Regions from separate parts of the Sus scrofa genome. Here region 2 is linked to region 1. Evidence: chromatin contacts called from public HiChIP or PLAC-seq data. All regions are on one chromosome and are shown on one strand. The core of a region is the stretch at or near the end of the contact, and the rest is flanking DNA. Distances in the headings are between cores, read along the strand shown. Region 1 holds the start of KLHDC8B (kelch domain-containing protein 8B). Region 2 holds the start of TCTA (T-cell leukemia translocation-altered gene protein).

Region 1 (5,889 bases), core at 1,302-3,801:
AGGAACCATGAGGTTATGGATTCAAACCCTGGGCTCGCTCAGTGGGCTAAGGATCCAGCGTTGCCATGAGCTGTGATATAGGTCGCAGATGCGGCTCAGATCCGGAGTTGCTGTGGCTATGGTGTAGGCTGGAAGCTGTAGCTCCAATTAGACCCCAACCTGGGAAACTCCATATGCCACCAGTGTGGCCCTACAAAAGACAAAAAAGAAAAAAAAATGCAAAACTATCTTGCTCCTCTGGGGTCAATGCTCCCAGCCCTGGGTCTTGGAATAGAGAAGGGAAAGGTGGGGTCTCAGAGGCCAGAGTGTCAGGGGGTGCAATCAGGAAGTCCTCACCTTCACACTCACAGTCCCCAACTGTGGATGAGCTCCATCTCTGGTTAAGGATTAGCTTTTTACTCTTAGGACCAGTTCAGCCTTACCTTCTGACCCAGCTATCTTCCACAGCTTCTCCAGAGCCAGCGGTGTTGGCCACCTTTGTGCAGATGGGGCCAGGTGCTATTTAAACAGAAGCTACTTCCATGAAGATACAGGGCCCAGCCTGCAGGGATGGCATAGACCTAGATGTGTCCTGGAAAGTGGATACCTCTTTGGTGATGTCCAGCCTAGAGGTCAGTGCAAAATGGAGGACCAGGAAGAGAAGGTCCATCCTTAGTCTGTGTCCCTTCCAGACATTAGAACTAGGGGGATGGCAGGGGTTAGGGGAAATGGTTTAAGGTACCTAGCTCCCTGAGGAGAGGATGATCCTTCTACCTCTTGGTACCCAGTATGTCCCAGATGGAACTCTCTGGAATTATTCATCAGGGCCAACTCTGACTTGATCTGGACTTTGGTGGATGCTGACCCTATGGTGTAACTGGGATCAGATGGAATAAGGGTGAAGAGACCACAGGGTTATCCCAGGATCCAGCCCTTGCTCTCCATTTGGAACCTTTATAGCCCTTTTATAACCCATATCCACCTTACCAGAGAGTTCTGATGGAGTTCTAGATGTGAGGCAAGTGGCCTAGGAGGAAGAACCCCAGAAAGGAGTCTGTGTGCCAGAGAAAAGCCAAGGCTGGGTCTTGAGGAACCACTTCATGGGGAGGAGAGGAAGCAGGGCCTGTACAAGACTCTGAGAGGCAGAACAAGCAGCAGGAGGAAGCCAAAGTCACAAGGGGTGAGGCTTTGAAAATACCAGCAAGATTTCAGTTAAGGCAAAGACCAAATAGCCCCCCTAATTTTAGCTATATAATGTTCCAACGTTGGTGAGACCAAGTTTGGGGGAGCAATGGCAGCAGATATAAGATAGCAGATATCAAGGCAGTGGACCTTGCGAGAGAGGATACTTCAAGAGTTTTATTGGAGTTGAAGAAGGGGACACTGGAGGGTTTTGGGGTACTGGGAGGTATCCAAAGGTAGGAGACTCTTATGAGATTCATTTTATGTCATGGAAAGGAGAGGGGAGGGACCTGGAAAGGGAATAGTGGGAAATGTAAGGGGGTCTGCAGGGCAGTGATATCCTATGGAGGAAGGTACCAGTGCCCTAAGTGAGGAGCATGGTGAGGGCAGAGTGGAGTGGGAGGTTGGATGCCTTCTAGCCAGTATTAGCAACTGGCCTTGGCACCATTTCCATGCAGGCCCTCCAACACCAACTGCCAGCCTCTGAAAGGGACTGAAGACTCTCTCTCTGGACATGGAGAAGGCTCTGCCCACACTCTAGGCTGGCCGGAAGTCAGCCAGGCTAGGATACCCATGCCACCAAGCTGCTCTAAACCCATGAATGCTGTAGATTTGAGAATTAATACCTTAGCAACCCTTGCTCTGATGGGAACAGTAATGTGATGCCCTTGTTCTATACTGGCTCCCAGAGTCCCCAGCAGGATTTGGTGCCAGTTGCCCACAGTGGGAACTTGCTTTGTGACACACCCTTTATTGGCTGCTTTCCCTGTCTTCTGCCACACCTCTGCAGGTGCTTCCTGTCCTCATCTCCCACATTAACTATATGCACATGTACCTCAGTCACCAGTTATGGGGAGAGTGAGGCAGACACTGTCCATTAAAGAGAAACAAGATGGTAGTAAGCACAACCATGAGGACCTCTTCTTATAGGTGACCAGTGACCTCTATGAATGGTCCCTCAGCTCACAGACCAAGCCAATACTCTTAATGCTCATAAGATAGGATGAGCCAGGGTCTGGGTGTGAGGTAGGTCGGCCTCTGTCACATTAACTAGCCCAGGCCTCAGGCCTTACAGAATAAGGGCAGAATGACCTGCTTGGGAGGTCCCTGGCCTCTGACTCTTCCTCTCCGAAAATTACCCTCTCCGAAAAAACTGCCCCCACCCACGGCTGTGGAAGAACTTTTCAGGTACTAATGCCGGCCCTGTCTGCTCCTCCACCCTCTGCTAGCCTCAATGTGCACCACAGAATCTGTTCTGTGCCCTGGTCCATGCTTTGGGAACGGCGACCCAGCCGCAACCCCCACCAGAGGCCCAGGCCATATCCTAAGAAGCCTCCAGGGGGCGCCACCACGAAGCCTGTCTTTGGGCTCCTTTGAGCGCAGTGACGGTGGGCGGGTGCCAGCCCCACAAGCCCCCAGGTTCCGCTGGCCCGCCCCTTCACCGGTGTGCCTAGGCTGGGTCCTCTCTGAACGGCCCCTAACGTACACGTGTCGTGTTCTCCACCGGTGCTTCCTTTCTCCACCTGCCCGAGGTCGCCCCCAAATCCTGGCCAGGCCCAGTATCCACGTGTCCGTCTGTCTGTTCACCCGTTTGCGTGACCATGGGTCGGCGCGCCCGGCTCCGGCCACGGCAGGTGCAGGGTTAAAGCGGAATGGGTTGAGGGGGGCAGGTTTTCTCGAGTCGGGAGGGGGGACGAGAGGCGGACCCCATCCAGCCCCGCCCCGCGCCGGAGCAGAGCAGGAGCAGAGCCCGAGCCCCGCCGGAGCCCGGCCTCAGCCCCAGCCAGAGCCCGCACCAGCGTAGCCGGAACCGCGGACCCTGCGCCCCGGCGGCGCCGGAGCCCCGGCCGGTGAGTCCCGCGGGAGCCGCGCTCAGGGGAAGTTTGGGGCGCGGGGTGTGGAGCCCCAAACGCGCTCGCCCGGACCCGGCCTCCGCCCCTTTCGCGTGCTGGAAGTTTGCGGCCCGGAGGGCCTCGCGCCCTGGGGTCCCAGGAGCGTGGCCCTCGCGGGAATGGATAAGCTGGGGAACTTCGACATCTGCTGTGAAGTCCAGCTGCCCATTTCTGGTGGAAACACCCTGGACTCTGGGAACCTGGAGTCCAGTACTCATGGGATCCCAAAATCAATCCCCCCCTCCCCCCTGCCTTCTGTACCCGGAGAAGGCTGGCCCCTGGGGACCTGGCTTAGACAAACCCCTGAGGGTAGACCTCGAGGGGAAATGTGGGACTCTGGCCTCCAGCCCAACCCCTCCCAGTCCCAAACACCCTTTTTCTGGTAGGAATGGATAAACTCTATTGTACCCTCCACCCCCCTGGCTTCCAAAGGGTTTGTAAGGATACCCTGGAGTCTGATCTCTGGCAGCAGATGGGAGACCCTAATGGCTGCCCAGAGCACACTGGAAGCCAGTAAGGGGGAAGGTACAGTACAACTCCACTGATGCAGAGCACCAAGGTGAGGATTTTTGAGGGGAAGGGAAGAGGGCTAGGGTGGAAAGTCCTATCCTAGCCATCTTACCTCCCACCTAGACCTAGATTCAACTGGGGAATAACTAGGTGAGGGCAGGGGATGGGAGGAGACTCCCTCAAGACCCATAGGAAGTGGGGAAGTTGCCTGGGTAACTGGGAGATGACCTTTCTTCCCACTCTGGAGAGCCTCCACAGCAGTGTGCTAGCCAGTGCAGGTGGGTCCTCCCCCTGCTTTTCCCACCAGCAGTTTTGGGCCAGGCTGCTCATCTGTACCCTGAAGGGCTGTCAATGGCTCTGACCCTTTGTTTTTCCTCTCTCCTCTAGGTGAAAGTCCTTGAACTGGCCCCACGCTCTCTTGTAGCCCCAGTAGAGTCAATATGGGGCCCCATCATGCCCCTCAGTGAAGCCTGCAGCTTGAGCAGATAGCATGGCCTGCCACTGGGGGTGAACACCATGGCTACAGGAGGTGGCCGGGCCTTTGCTTGGCAGGTGTTCCCATCCATGCCCACCTGCCGGGTATATGGTACAGTGGCATTCCAGGATGGGCACCTGCTAGTTCTAGGGGGCTGTGGCCGGACTGGACTGCCTCTGGACACTGCAGAGACACTGGACATGGCCTCACATACTTGGCTGGCACTGGCGCCCCTGCCCACTGCTCGGGCAGGCGCAGCTGCTGTGGTACTGGGCAAGCAGGTGCTAGTGGTGGGTGGAGTGGATGAGGCCCAGAGCCCAGTAGCTGCTGTAGAGGCCTTCCTGGCTGATGAGGGCCGCTGGGAGCGTCGGGCCACCCTCCCTCAGGCAGCCATGGGGGTTGCGACTATGGAAAGAGGTGAGTGGTCTCCAGAGAAAAGTCCCTTAGGTGCCCCACACCCTTTATTCTTTGCTGACTTGGTCCCTTACCTTCAGAGATTGAGCAAGAACTGTAAATTTTGCCTGGGCGCCCTAGCCATGGCTTTGCTTCCTGTATCCTTCTCATTTAGCTCTGAGCTTGGCTAACAGCAGCCTTAACTGCCTTTTCCAGCTGTGAGGTGGGAGACAGAGCCCAGGCTAGCTGCCAGCATAATGAAAGGCCCAAGCCACCTCCCTGCCCCATTCCCCCTAAGACACAAGGAGGGGTGGCCCAATGATTCCCACAGTTATAAATAGTTTGAGAGAGGGGGAGGGTAGCAGGGCTTTGGCTCTGAGCCCAGCAAGTGCTTAAATTCCTCAGCCACACACACAAACCAGGGAGCCTGAGATGGACAAAGGCCAAGCTGGCCTGAAGGCAGTTGCTAGGAACTGACTAGTTCATCTCCCCAAGGCCCTCAGACATGCCCCCGGCCAACTCTGAGAGTATAAGAGGACAAGAACCTACTTGAGTGAAAGGGCAGGGTGCAGAGGTGCTGGCAGGGTTCCTGGGCAAAAGGCTTGTGGACAACACCCCCATCCTGCAAGCCCAAGCCCCTTTCCTAGCTCCCTAGCTGACCCCCAGAGCCCTCTCCCCCGTCCGCACTTCATGTTGAACAGATCTCCATATTGCCCCCACCCTTGGTTTAAACCATCCTCCACTCTCCTTTCCCCATGAGAGTCCCCACCTTGTGGCCTCCAGGTCTGACCACCGGTCCTGCTTGGATGCCAGACTTGGTTGCCATAGCGTCTCCAGGGAGACGGAGACGGATTATAATTAGATCAGCAGTCTCCTGCTCTTCACTTGGAGGGGCCCTGGTCAGAGTGGAAATCCTAGCTTTCCCAGCCCCCATTCCAGGCAGGCAGGAGAGTTTCTGCCATTAGGGAGGGGTACCATAAGCACATAGGTCCTAAGCCACCCTCCCAGGACTGATCAGGGCATTTGTCAGAGTGGGGTGCTGTGGCCAGGCCGGGGTATAGTTTCTATTGCTCTTTCCCATGCAGATGGTATGGTGTATGCACTGGGGGGAATGGGCCCTGACACGGCCCCCCAGGCCCAGGTTCGGGTGTATGAACCCCGCCGGGACTGCTGGCTTTCGCTGCCCTCGATGCCCACACCCTGCTATGGGGCTTCTACCTTCCTACATGGGAACAAGATCTATGTCCTGGGTAAGGCCCTGGGGGATGTGGGAAAGGGGCTTGAAGTCCAGAAGCACCTATCCCTCAAGGTTGGCTGGGCTCAAGCTTAGCCTGGGATAGTGGGACAAGAAAAGCTTTGCTGGGTTGAGCTAGGGTTGCTCTGAGGCTCTAGCCTCTGGTGGGCCTGCTGGGGTTGAGAACCAAACCCCAGAGCCTGAGGATCTTTGGAGTTGATCCA
Region 2 (5,636 bases), core at 2,628-5,127, 220 kb after region 1:
ATCAGTATTAGTTTACTGTTTAAAGTCAGAACGTACTCATATCTAACCTTGACTCTTGGTGAATGATTTTACTGTTTAATATCAGATCATATCATCATCCTGATTAAAAAAAAAAAATCAAAAAACAAATGGAAATAACTTCTCATGACCTAAAAGGTCCTACATGATACAGTTCCTGTCCATCTCTGTAATTTCATTTTTTATTTTATTATTATTATTATTATTTTTTGTCTTCTTGACATTTCTTGGGCTGCTCCCACAGCATATGGAGGTTCCCAGGCTAGGGGTCGAATCAGAGCCATAGCCGCCGGCCTACACCAGAGCCACTGCAACGCGGGATCCGAGCTGTGTCTGCAACCTACACCACAGCTCACGGCAACGCCGGATCCTTAAGCCACTGAGCAAGGCCAGGGATCGAACGGAAACCTCATGGTTCCTAGTCAGATTCATTAACCACTGAGCCATGATGGAAACTCTGCATCTCTGTAAATTTATTTTACCTCACACTTTTTCCTTCACTCCACTCCAAATATTTCACTGGCTGTTTATGTTCTCTTCTTTCCCTTCACTCGAATATTAAGATAAGATACTATCACAAATATGCTTAAGCACATTTACTTTACTCTCTTAAAAACAAAAATCAAGCTCAGTTTGGTAGCAAATTCAAACTGGCTCCAATTTAAAAGAGTATTTCCTATTTTGATGATTATTAGCTATAAAAATGTATTCAGAATTATCTGGAGGAAGCACCAATAAACTCAGACCAACACCCAGAATGAGCAGCTTCAATGCCCATCTGATTTTCAGTCACATGACTACCATAATTATGAGTATACAAGGCATTTATTTAATACTACAGCAACACAGATTAAAAATGAGTCACTAGATATAGAAACACTTGAAATAGGAATTTTAGAGTAATTACTAACTTTAGAAGTGTCTTGAAATTTTTAATTTATTAATCTCACAAGTACTTAACAGTTAGCAAATGCCCAAAGAGCAGAGTATAGTAAGATACATTAACACAAGTTTAAAACTTCATTGCATTAATGTGAAGGTACAGGCAAACAGTTCTACAGGCCAGGTGCATAAAGGGATAAACTAAGTGGTAAAGGAAGATGAAATATCTTTAGGGACCTTTTACAATTACAAATGTATGTGATTAAAATTCAGTGATTATGCACCACTTATCATTATCACTAGCAACCATAATGCAATTAAACACAAGGTGCTATCTATAGAAGCCCAGCAGGTCCAAATTGGTACTCATAAAAGTTGAAAAATCGATCTGTCTTCTGAGAGTTAACAAAAATCTCTCAGCTCAGGACAAGTAAGAAGACCCAAAGTAGCAACCCACCTCCTCCAGTCACTGCTTGGACTCCACCTTAATGGACACGAAGCACCTGAAGATCTACCTGTTTTTACTCTCCAAATAACTTAAACCCCACATGACCAGGATAAACTATTAAAAAGAGTTTTCTGACAGACAAAAAAAGAATTGGGACCGAAAACACTCCAGCAAAACCATCACCACAAACAATGGAAACTATATTCTTGATATATGCTATTTCCCTTCATCCTGCTTCAAATCAACAGTAAAAAGAGTCCACAGTCGCCTGATAACATCTTATCAGGGCCTAATTCTTTTAGTTTTACAGCAAGGGAGTCTGGGCTTACCTCCGAAGAAGATGGTCCCGTAAGAAGACCAAAACACCTAAAGCCATGACCTAGGCCAGGCAGAGACTCTGCATATTCATTTACCTATTTCAATCAACTGCTGTAGAACCATCCAGTTACAGAAAACAGAGCAAAAGCTAAAAAACATTTGTTTGTGAAATATTCCTGATTCTCTCAATGTATATAAAATCAGCAATATATAATAGGAGAAACACTATAATAAGTTGAAAGCACTGAATTTTAGCTGACTCTAAGCAAGCTGTTTAGGAGTACATAAAGAAGATCTTAGAGTGAAAATAGTTCTGGCTGGCACCTGACTATAGACATATGACCTTGAGAAATTTACTGAAGACTGTCGGACTCAGTTTCTCATCTGCAAATGGAGTTGGACTACAAGTCCTGAAGATTTCTTTCACGTCTAAAATTCTTGATCAATGAAAACGTCTTCCCTTTAATACAGATTTTTATGAGAACGGAAGCTATGAGTCTAGGATTAATCTTTACTAAAATCAAGTTCCATCTGATATTTTATGTTCCCAAGGGCCACCAGTGCTCTACAAAAATTAGATGGAACTACTCAAGACAATTTATCAAAAGAGATCCTTCACTAAGTTACCCTTTATAATTAAAAGCTAATCTTTTATCTTCACCCCAAACAATGTCACTTGTGCCAAATGCTCAAAACAACATCTCTCCCAATTTAGTCATGTCTAAAGTGACAATCATGCAATGGTACAAATGCATTACACATCTGGATGTGTGACACAAGGTGGCTGACAAATTCTCACCACATACAACATTTAAAAGAATTTTTTAAAGTATTTTTCCCCTTCAGGTCTGGCAGGAATATAATCTGATTACACACCTGCAAGGGACATTTACTTCAAAAGACTGTCTTAAATACAAAGAGAACCAAACAAGTTACCAACAGAGGTAAAAACTTTTTATCAGGACCATTATGAAACACAAGGGAAACCAACTTTAAGTAAAAAGGATGCCAATTTTCCATCATTAACTACTAATCATGGTTTTGAACAAATCGAGTGCAAATAGTGCTATTTAATGAACATGTAACTGGATCCAACTGGACAGATGTTTAGGTGATTCCTAATCAAGGTAATAACTCAGACTAAGAAAAATTGCAAATTAATACTATATTTTTATGCTACATAGTTTAATCAGGAAAAATATCCCCTTCAATTGGAAAATTCCCTTCTTCCAATATCGAAGAATCCTAACCCCTAGGATTTCAACACTGTTTTACTTAACACAATCTCAAAGAATACTGCATTAAAAAGGAAAATACCCAAAACGTAACTGGACTTCACCAAGTATAAAACGGTGATTCATGTTTCATACTAAATGTAAAAGCCAAAATGGAGTTGTAAAGAGTTTCTTTCCCATTTCAACTCCGATAGCCAAGCACGCTTCCCAGCGGCCGGCTGCCCCCCGGGTCGTGGGGCCAGTCTCACAACCCCCGCCCTGCCCCGCGCAGCCCTAAGAGAGGAAGCGCCCGGGACCGCGGGGCGGGCAGGCGGCTAGGGCTCCACCAGGCCTGGCCGGGCGGGGGAAGGGGCGCGGGAGGCCGCGGGGCGCGCTTCCGGGGACCGCGCGGGCGGGGCCGCCGCTTTGGGAAGAGGAGCCCGGCTACTGGGCCCCGAGTTAGGGTCAGGGGACAGGGTCCTGGGGCTCCCGGCCGAGAGCAGCAGGTGGGGCGCGGCCGCGGCGGGGCGGCGGCTGGCGGGCGGCCGGAAGAGTGCCGGGCGGGCGGGCCCGGGACGCCAGGAGGGAACCCTCTCGCTCACCTAAGGCGACGACTCCAAGGCCGGCTTCTCCGCGCCGAGAACGCCTGTCCGCGAGTCGCGAGCTCGAAGACTACGGCGGGTGGCTGTGGAGGTGGCGGTGGACTAACGAGAGAACCGACGGAGAGCGACGGGCGGGGAGCGCGAGAGAGCAAGAGCGGGCGGCGACGGCGGCGGGAGGGCGGGGAGCGACGTGCGCGCCCCCGAGTGCCCAGCGGGCTCGAGCCGGCCCCGGTCGCGGCCCCGCGCACGCGCGCGCACTCAGGGCTCAGCCACGATTGCTCAGGAGCGCGTCCACACCCTAAAAGCAAGACGCTTAACCAATCATTGCAGCCGCGTGGTGCATCACGGGAACTCTGGGGCTATAAAAGAGCTGGTTGCTATTTTATACTCCTCGAGTCACTCATCCTTTAAGCAGGGTGGGGCTTGGTGCGCGTGCGCGGTTTTACTGCTCCGCCCCAACTGCCAACTCTGCGCGCAGGCGAGGTAGGCGCTCCATGCCTCGGTTTACGCGTGCGCATTATTGAGTCTGGCTCCGGAAGACCGGACGCTTGCGCAGTGGGGACTACGGTGACAGTCCCCTGGGTCCGCCACCGGCCAGTCATGGCGGAGCCTTGGTCGGGGCAGTCCTTGCAGGTTCTGCCGGCCACGGTGCTGGGCGCGCTGGGCGCCCTCGGCAGCGAGTTCCTGCGGGAGTGGGAGGCTCAGGACATGCGCGTGACCCTCTTCAAGTTGCTGCTGCTTTGGTTGGTGTTAAGTCTCCTGAGCATCCAGCTGGCGTGGGGGTTCTACGGGAGTACGGTGACCGGGCTGTATCACCGCCCAGGTGAGGCTCCCCACCAACTTCCGTGGACCGGCCACCCTCTTCCCGCACTGACTGTACCTTCGGGTTCCCCGAACCCTCCCCCCCAGATTACCACTGGTGCCCTGAGAACCTAATGACAACGCTGTATCCTGACCCATGTCAACATAGCATTTCATGCCAGTAACCCCACCAGTCCACCCATGATATATAATTTCCCTTGCACTCTCATCAGACAATACCACAAGTTCTTTAGGGCCTCCACCACACTCTCCAACAAATACCACTGGCCTCTAACCTGACCTGGGCTGATGCCTGCTCAGATACCCACCCCCAGCCTGTTGCAGCTCTGGATGTGTTCCTGCCCCCAGGTCTGGGCAGCCAGAACGGATCCACACCTGATGGCTCCACGCATTTCTCGTCCTGGTGAGTAAATCTCTTCCCACTTTAACCCCATGCTTGGCACATAGAGGCCACTCCTGAGCTGAGGATAGGGGAGGGGAGTTCTCAGGGTAGGAGTCCACCAGCTTAGTGGCCTTTGCAGTAAACTCCAAGGTCTCTAACTAGAGCTCAAGCTGTAAGTGACACTGATGTCTAAACAACCCATCATTATGTTGTTCAGTAACCTGTGGGGCAGGTGACATTATTGTCACAATTTCAGAGATGAAGGGGCAAGCCTGTTGGATTCCAGTCCACCATAAGCCCCTAATTTGGAAAAACAGGAGCCTCTGTCCTTAGTGCGCTGACTGGCCTCCTCAGGATCAGCCTCCTCATCTGTAAAACATGAACTCACTAATCAGTGCATTCATTCAGCTGATCTCTGAGCTCCTAGTACATGGCAGGGGCCACGCTAGATCTAGAGAATAAGAACATCCCAGGCCCTACTCACAGGGGGAGCCAGAGGTTTAAAAGGGGAGGGAAGCAATGCAGAGGCAAGGGCCATCATAGCAGGTGACTCCTAAGGCAGACACCTGAAGGCAAAGTCTAGGGGGTAGTAAAGTATACCAAGCAAAGAGAATGGATAGAACAAGACCCAAAGACAAGAGCAGGATGACATATTGGAAGGATAGACAAGGCTGTGCCACTGGAACTCAAACAAGAAGGCATGGAGGGGAGTTCCCTTGTGGTGCAGTAGGTTAAGGATCTGCAGCAGCTCCAGTCATTGCTATCTCCTGGGTTAAATCCCTGGCCTAGGAACTTCGACATGCTGCAGATTAAAAAAAAAAAAAAAAAAAGTCAGAGTTCCTATCCTGGGCAGCGGAAAGGAATCCAACTAGGAACCATGAAGTTGCAGGTTCGATCCCTGGCCTCCCTCACTGGGTTAAGGATCTGTCGTTGCCGTGAGCTGTGGTGTA

What was found. HiChIP or PLAC-seq counts read pairs in DNA pulled down with a chosen protein or histone mark.
Region 2: an H3K27ac HiChIP or PLAC-seq map of alveolar macrophages shows a contact between it and region 1. The contact joins the promoter of TCTA here to the promoter of KLHDC8B in region 1. A contact is called at or near these places in 1 of 5 promoter capture datasets (liver), 1 of 47 Hi-C or Micro-C datasets (embryonic fibroblasts) and 1 of 2 datasets of contacts at active chromatin or transcription factors (alveolar macrophages).

The regions. Positions count from the first base shown.
Region 1 is chr13:31,772,788-31,778,676 of Sscrofa11.1, forward strand. KLHDC8B (kelch domain-containing protein 8B) reads left to right here and starts at 2,552. Exons shown (of 6, transcript XM_013981665.2): 1 at 2,552-2,795; 2 at 3,951-4,455; 3 at 5,517-5,681. The coding sequence starts at 4,080.
Region 2 is chr13:31,987,531-31,993,166 of Sscrofa11.1, forward strand. It overlaps TCTA (T-cell leukemia translocation-altered gene protein), which reads left to right and starts at 3,878. Exons shown (of 3, transcript XM_021068739.1): 1 at 3,878-4,305; 2 at 4,653-4,707. The coding sequence starts at 4,083. RHOA (ras homolog family member A) reads right to left here and starts at 3,677. Exons shown (of 6, transcript NM_001244437.1): 1 at 3,483-3,677.